Regions from separate parts of the Zea mays genome. Here region 2 is linked to region 1. A link is a contact called in public Hi-C data. All regions are on one chromosome and are shown on one strand. The core of a region is the stretch at or near the end of the contact, and the rest is flanking DNA. Distances in the headings are between cores, read along the strand shown.

Region 1 (3,775 bases), core at 1,192-3,691:
CGGAGCATGCAAGCAAGCGACTGGAAGTCTGAAACGATCCAGACAAATTGTCAGCAGGTTGGTCGCAAGCTTCTCTGGAACACCTCTCTCTCTCTCTCTCTCTCTCTCTCTCTCTCTCTCTCTCTCTCTCTCTCTCTCTCTCTCTCTCTCTCTCTCTCTCTCTCTCTCTCTCTCTCTCTCTCTCTCTCTCTCTCTCTCTCTCTCTCTCTCTCTCTCTCTCTCTCTCTCTCTCTCTCTCTCTCTCTCTCTCTCTCTCTCTCTCTCTCTCTCTCTCTCTCTCTCTCTCTCTCTCTCTCTCTCTCTCTCTCTCTCTCTCTCTCTCTCTCTCTCTCTCTCTCTCTCTCTCTCTCTCTCTCTCTCTCTCTCTCTCTCTCTCTCTCTCTCTCTCTCTCTCTCTCTCTCTCTCTCTCTCTCTCTCTCTCTCTCTCTCTCTCTCTCTTCTCTCTCTCTCTCTCTCTCTCTCTCTCTCTCTCTCTCTCTCTCTCTCTCTCTCTCTCTCTCTCTCTCTCTCTCTCTCTCTCTCTCTCTCTCTCTCTCTCTCTCTCTCTCTCTCTCTCTCTCTCTCTCTCTCTCTCTCTCTCTCTCTCTCTCTCTCTCTCTCTCTCTCTCTCTCTCTCTCTCTCTCTCTCTCTCTCTCTCTCTCTCTCTCTCTCTCTCTCTCTCTCTCTCTCTCTCTCTCTCTCTCTCTCTCTCTCTCTCTCTCTCTCTCTCTCTCTCTCTCTCTCAGCCCCTGCCTGCAAACTGGCCAAACATCCCAACAAGAGGGTGGTCGGTTGCACCACCCCGAAGAAAACAAAACAAAACAAAACCTTCCGTCAATTCCGCTCTGGCAGCGCTTCGTTCGCTCCTGCAAGTCTGTAACCACCGGTCCTACCACTGGCACTGGGCCGTTGTTTCCATCCGCGAGATAAAGCCACAGCTTCAAGCCTCCAACTGCAAGCAGAAGCATTCGTCGTTGCCCTGGAAACCCAAAAACTACGTGCAACGTTAACTGCTGGTGCCCTGAATTAGACTTGGCCGATGTCAGTGAGAGTAGTGACCATTAATTTGCTCTTCTTTGCATTAATTACAGGGCAAAAAGCATGTGCATGCATGGTGCCCGCTTGTGGATCTGGCAATTCCTTGTTAGGGAAAGACCGGTTCCAGGAATCGACAACACAGTAGCTGATCTCCTCATGATCTTGCAGGAAAAATAATTAGTTGTTGGCAAACTGGTGCACTTCAGAGATTTTACTTTTTACCGTAGGGTTTTTTTTTTAATCTTTTCTCACCTACGGCGTACGGGTAACGGCCTTTCTAGTTTCTACCGTCTAGAAAACAAGAGAGAGAGGGAGAGAGGAGATTTTCAGTCAGGTAATTTTGTTTACTCGGCCCATTTGATTGGGACGGCCCACGTCCACATTCTAGTAACCAAGCACATTTGGTTTGGTTCTGCCATTTATTCAGTCAAGAACGACCCATGTTCTTTGAATCAAAATGTGAAAACGTCAGGTACATGGACTTATAGGGTGTTTGGTTTTAGGATTGAGCTAGACTATCATTGTCTCATTTCTCACTTTTTTGAGTTTGGTTTGTCAAATGAAATGAGTTGATTCATCACCACATCATTCCTCATATAGTTAGTTAGTACCGATATTAGAAATGAGATCATCTCACCAAACTTGAGTAATAGATCCATGATACACCACCTCAATTTGGATGGAGTGTTTTCTCAAACCAAACACCCCCTTAGTTTCTATAATGGTTTAGGGTCAAAGTAATTTTTTTAGATTTTGGAAATGACTCAAATAATTGTAAAACAATTGGATTGTTGTCCAAAGTAGTTTGAGTTGTCATTAAAAACGTGTGAAGACTACAAAATAGGGATAAAACAAAGGTTACACTCCAAAATAGGGGCAATAGCACAATTGTTCATTGTAATTTTTATCAAGACTTGACATCGTTCAGTATAACTGACGGAGTAGAATCATACACAATAGTTTTGTTTTGAAAAAAAAAAACAGAGACAGACACGCATGATGTCTGTAGTTATACCCTAAAAAAAGGGCAGTGACGCAATTGTTCCATAAACGAATTGTATTGTTCGTCTTGTCAATCAAATGCACAAGGCTAAACTTACCGGGAAGAGGCAGGATGTGGAGCCCACTTGGCCATGGAGAAGAAAACCTCCAATAGTCAACGTAGCCACCAGTGATTACCTCTTAGAATTGGCCTAGCCGCTAGCGAGTCACTCGGACCTATTTTTAATCTAAATGAATACGTTACGTTGTTCATTGAAGGGTTTTCCTTCTTTGTTTTCCTTTTCAAAAGTGGAGAAATGAATAACAATTGAAAAAACAAAACGAAAGTGAGTGATTGACCCGACTGGGCCACTTCAAGGCTAAATGCGGCCCAGCCCGGCAAGCTCTCTGTCTCCCTCGCGCCTGCACACGTACGGAGGGAGGACAGGGAGACTGAAGCCCCTGGCGGCCGCAGCGTCAACGTCGCCCGCGCTCTAGGCGGCGGTATGTCTGGACGAATGACGCTGTCGTCCTCGTCCGCACCGTGCCGGAAGTCTCCACCACACCATCAAATAGGTGCACCTCGCCTCGTTATCCCATTTGAGGAAGAAGTACCAGTTCTTCTGTCTTGTCTTTGATTTGATCCACCTGATTCCGGCGATTTGCGGAGGTTCGGCAGCTGCTCCACTGAGGTTGGATTAGTCGGTGGTGGCGCTGTGACGCTCCGATCCTTGTGGCGGTGTGCACGGTCACTTGCGTCTGTTGTCGAGTGAGCCGTCGTCGGACGTCAGCTGTGGCGGCGATTGAGAGGTGGTGGGCGCCCTATCACGGGCTGATTGATGGGCAGCGTCTTCGCGCGCGTGACATATGGTTGTGCCTCGTGCGATGTGCCCATCGGGTGGTGGTACCGTCGTGATGTGCTGCTGGTTTTCACCGGCACCGTGCTATAGTTGTGTCAGGTGCTTGTGTGTGGCTTTGTTCCCGTGGTGTTATCAACCGTGATCTGGCTGGGTTCCCTGCTGGTGTTCGTTCGGTTGTTAGTATCATGATGTCTCCTTCCGCTCAGACAGCTGCTCAGGGCCCGTTCCTGATTTTTTAGGGGCCCAGAATAAGATTATAAACAGAGGCCATAATTTATATATTAAGAGCTCTGGGCTTCCAATAATAGAGGAAGCCTAGGATAGTCAACATGGACATTTTGGTTGAACCACACCGAGTCAACAGGTCCTAGTCACGGCGCCGTTACCTCTGTCAGCCAGCCACCTCTCCCACGTTTCCTGTTTCTAAAACCGTAGTCGCGCATTCAACGGAGACAAACCAGCCGCGCAGATTTTCCTTTCGTCGGAGGCGACTCACCAGGCGATTTCCGCGCCTCCAAACCAGCGCAGCGCCAATCCACCGCCGCTCCAATCCAGCGCCCTTCCATTCCACCTTACATCCTTCAATCTCCCAGCATTGGAGCCCGATTCAAGAAGTTCTAGGTAATCCAACATTGAAATACACCGAGTTTGCCGTCGATTTTTTGAAGCCTATCGGTCGATTGAAGTGGATTTGATTGTAACCCTTATTCTCCAGCTAAATGTGTGATTTGTATCCGCTTAGACATCACTATAATCGGGTCATTGCATCGCGCATTGTATCTCTTTTTTGTTTAGGAGCCCCGATATTAGGGCATGTGTATTTATTCTATATTCCCACTATCGCCCGACATTTATATATTTAGACAAAGGCTGTGGATTAGGTATTTACTGATGAGTTAGCAGAGAGTACTCTTA
Region 2 (4,150 bases), core at 630-3,129, 77 kb before region 1:
CTGCTTGCCGCTGTAGCTGTACCGTCCTGACGCCTCGAAACTCGACCCCAGCAAGCCCTTACTTGCAGTGGCTGTGCCAAAGTTCTTGAACAGTGAAGTAGGAGGTGCAGGCACCGGCGACCTGAACAGGCCTCCGCTTCCGCTGGCGCTGCCGGCACCACCAAGCTTGGAGAAGCCGAAGCAGAGCGAGCTAGTCGCCGGCGTGACAGCGCCGAAGAGGTACCCACCGGTGGACGGCGAGGAGGATGAGCTCGCGGCCCTGGCAAGGAGCCTGGAGCGCTCGCGGCTGCGACGTGCCATGACGACATGCCAGTGATTCTTGACAGCGTTGTCCGTGCGGCCCGGGAAGTGGCGGGCGATGAGCGCCCACTTGTTGCCGTGGGCGCGGTGGGCGTTGAGCAGCCGCTCTTCTTCCTCCTCTGTGAAGGGCCGCTTGTTGATCCGAGGGTCAAGCTGGTTGAACCACCGGAGCCGGCAGCTTTTGCCTTGCCAATATTAATATTTGCACACGAATTAGTACGATGAAACATAACTGATTTAATCAGCATGTCAGCTGAAATTAACCATCTAGTCTAGTTGTTAAAGAGGGACAAGATTAAAAGATAGAGGGCACAGAAAGACATCTGCTTGCAGATTTAATTGCAATCATGGCATGAGAGTTTTCCAGTGGATGTAGGTGATCCACTCTTGACACTCCGCACTTGTTGTGCATGGGCCATATGAGCTAAACGGCGCGTGCATGAATTTATATTTTTATACAGATAGAGTTTCGTAGCAACATGCATGCTCTATCTTTTCATTTTCATCTATTAATCTACACACATATATAAGTTCCATCTTGGAAAAAGAAAAGAAATTTGAGATTAATTTTGATGTAGATGTGGGAAACTAGTATACACATGCTTGGTACCGGCCTGTCAAAATTGAGCAAAAATAGAACATGCGTGATTTTTAATTACTTCTAGAAATCATCTGTAGTAGGGATAATATCAAATTTCTACCATCAACACGATACTCTTAATTCATATTGATTAATTAAATATCTGTTATATATATATTACCTCTAGTTATACTATTATATGAAACCGAAGAACAGAGAACTACTTATCACCACAAATTTTTTTTATTTTATCTTTAGGTTATCTCCTCAAATTTATTAAAAACAAATATAGCTCTAGCTAGCTCACACAAGATTATGCAGGTCATCTGCTTGGAAAAAAACTAATTTAACTAGATTTCTTGATGCATGTGCTCGAACAAAATTATTTTCCCACAAACTAACACACGCGCCGGAAAATAACACATATAAATAACAAATTAAACTTCATTATCCCCTCTAAAGAGTATGAAAAAAAACAAAACCTGTATAATATGATCCATGGATGCACAAAACACCTCGGACACAAAAATCAGCACATGCAATAAGTCCTCACATGCATATATGGTGGGGCAACTTCTTTAATTTCCTTCAGGAAGAAAGCGAGGTAGGAGAACGATCACAGAAAATAGACGATCAAAGAAACCAAAACCAACCAACCTGATCTCCCCTCCAGCTTTTCTGCAATGGAGTTCCAGTTCTGCGGCCCGTACTTCTCGACGAGCTGCTTCAGCTTCTCGTCCTCGCCGGGCCGCCAGTGTCCTCTCGGGCAAGACGATGACTTTGCACCACCATCTGATGTATTCGTGGTCGAGGAGGATGCCATCTCTCTCTCTGCTGCCAGGAAGAAAGGCGATGCCTTTGAGACGAACTCGGATAGTAACTTCGATGAGCAGTTGTGTATGATTGGGCAAGCTATGTGGCTATTATCTACAGACTAGTCAAAAAAAGCTGGGGTGTCTTTGGAGATACGGGATAGAGATGAGAGTATGTGTGAGGGAGAAGCCCGGCTGGCCACAGCACCAGCAGCTGGCTGTGTGCACACACATATATATGTACACACATTGGTCGATATAGCCTCTAGGGCTTGGGTGAAAGATCCCATTAGTTTAGTTTTACACGACAAGAGGCCTGTGAACATGTCATCGCTCTCTCACCAACTTGCCTGCTGTTTGGCTATTTGCCAAAGACCACTCTTCTCACAGCTCTCATCAAACACAAACCTGTCCCCGATAATGTACTTCCTGTCTAACTTCCCTAACAATATTCTCTTCAAAGAAAGATGCATGCCGTCATTGTTTCATTAAGGGGGTGTTTGGTTATAGGGACTAATGTTTAGTCTCTACATTTTATTCTATTTTAGTTTCAAAACTGCTAAATATAGAAAGTAAAACTTTATTTTAGTTTCTATATTTAGCAATTTATAGACTAAAAATGAATAAAATGAAGGGACTAAACATTAGTCTCTAGAAACCAAACACCCCTTAAATTGTAGATATGCTTTTCAGTTATCAGAAAACTGAATGGGCTAAGACTACATACGGTACGGTGTTATATACATTAATTAGGGGAAGACCATGCATGATTCATAAGAAAACTAAATGGGCTAGCTATATATATGATTACCTGCAACACACGATTAATAGTACGGTACAATAGAGATATTTGTGTTTCCTCCGATAGGCAAAAGATAGAAAATACAAAGCAATTATTTTGATACGTACAACACACCATATATGTCATGAGTATTTTTATACTCATAAGTATATTTGGTAGTAGGACACAACCTATGTTGCCAAATCACTGGATACAACCCGTAGTAAGGAAGTAATATCATCAAATAATACTAACGTCTACAATTTAATGCCCTACAATTATACAATTTGATATGATAGAATTATAGCTATTAAGGGCGTTAAATGAGTAAAGTGCAGTAGTGGTCCTTGAACTTTGTACGCTATGTCAATTGAGTCTCCGAACTAAAAAAACAACAAAACGAGTCCTCTATCTTATTCAGCTCTTGCAAAATCATCCAAAAATGGGTTTGCTCAAATCGGATGCCAACGTGGCATGCCACGTTGGAGCACACTAATTAAAGTTTAGTGACCCAAATGAGACGACATATCAAGTTCGGAGACCAAGTGACACAGGATGCCAAGTTCAGGGACCTAATTAACTCTAACGTGGCATGCCATGTCGATATCTGATGTGAGCAAACTCGGTTTTTGATGGTTTTGACCGACATTTCAGAACTTGATATGGATTTATTTTCCAGAAAAGTTACATGGCAAAGAAATTGGTAGGATAAATATTTGTTATGGTCAACATCTCGGTCCTTGAGGCAAACCGTTCTAGCTAGCTCTGCCATAACATCCATACACAGAAACAGCAAGGCTAGTAATGACTACTGAGGTAGCTAGCATTCACGAAAGGTGGTTGGTTGCATCCTGATCAGATGCCCCAGATTAGAAGTCTTGGAGCATGGGATGCTATACAAAAGGGGAATGCATTCAAGAATCCATGTTGCTCACAATTCATTGTGTATGGCAGATATGAAGTAACGCATGCACCGTGATGTCTTGGTACTTCATAGTGAGCCTGCTGCCGGCAGAGGGATGTGCGCGCTGGTCCACATCATGTACTAGGATTGACAAAACTTGTAACTGTATATGAGCAAAAACGATCTTCCAACTAGGAAGCAAATTAATTTATGTCTATAATTTTTCTTAAGAAATGTCAATCTTGGAGGTCAATTACATGTAGATCCACAATTTTAAAAGGATCTTCATGACCATAACATAAAATAAAACAACCACTTCACTACCGGAATCCGTGCCTTTGCCGAGTGCCGGCGGCTTTGCCGAGTGCTTTTTATCAGGCACTCGACAAAGAAGACTTTGCCGAGCACCGCACTCGGCAAAGTCCTGCGCTCGGTAAAAAGCTTATTTACCGAGTGCAGGACACTCGGCACAGCCAAGCACTCAGCAAAGACTGCTTTGCCGAGAGTCAAACACTCGGCAAAGATGGCTCTCGGCAAAGGGCCGTTAGCGGCCGTCTACAGCTGACGACCGTCAGTCTTTGTCGAGTGTCAAATATCTGGCACTCGGCAAAGACTCTCTTTGCCGAGTGTCTTTTGTAGACACTCGACAAAGCATATTTTTATTTTTTTATTTTGGTCACCAAACTTTTTGTGGTATGTTACTACACTATGTAGACCTACATGTACCATTTTGGGACAATTATAACAGTGTTTTCTATAGCTAGTAGATTTAG

The links. A called contact is a pair of places that touch in the nucleus more often than the background predicts.
Region 2: a Hi-C map of leaf shows a contact between it and region 1, with 4 times the contacts expected there. The contact joins the promoter of LOC100382901 here to the enhancer-like site in region 1. A contact is called at or near these places in 8 of 25 Hi-C or Micro-C datasets (bundle sheath, ear, endosperm and 2 more) and 1 of 3 datasets of contacts at active chromatin or transcription factors (seedling).

What each region holds. Positions count from the first base shown.
Region 1 is chr4:15,221,252-15,225,026 of Zm-B73-REFERENCE-NAM-5.0, reverse strand. No RefSeq gene overlaps it. Among protein-coding and RNA genes, the nearest start is that of LOC103655123, 48 kb to the right of the region's middle. Within about 2 kb of position 2,441, at least 16 of the 20 cell types and tissues checked have an H3K27ac peak or open chromatin away from gene starts, as enhancers often do. A contact at or near this core is called in ear, endosperm, leaf and 2 more, where this site is marked.
Region 2 is chr4:15,297,052-15,301,201 of Zm-B73-REFERENCE-NAM-5.0, reverse strand. It overlaps LOC100382901 (myb domain protein 69), which reads right to left and starts at 1,879. Exons shown (of 2, transcript NM_001175589.1): 1 at 1,538-1,879; 2 at 1-485. The coding sequence starts at 1,703.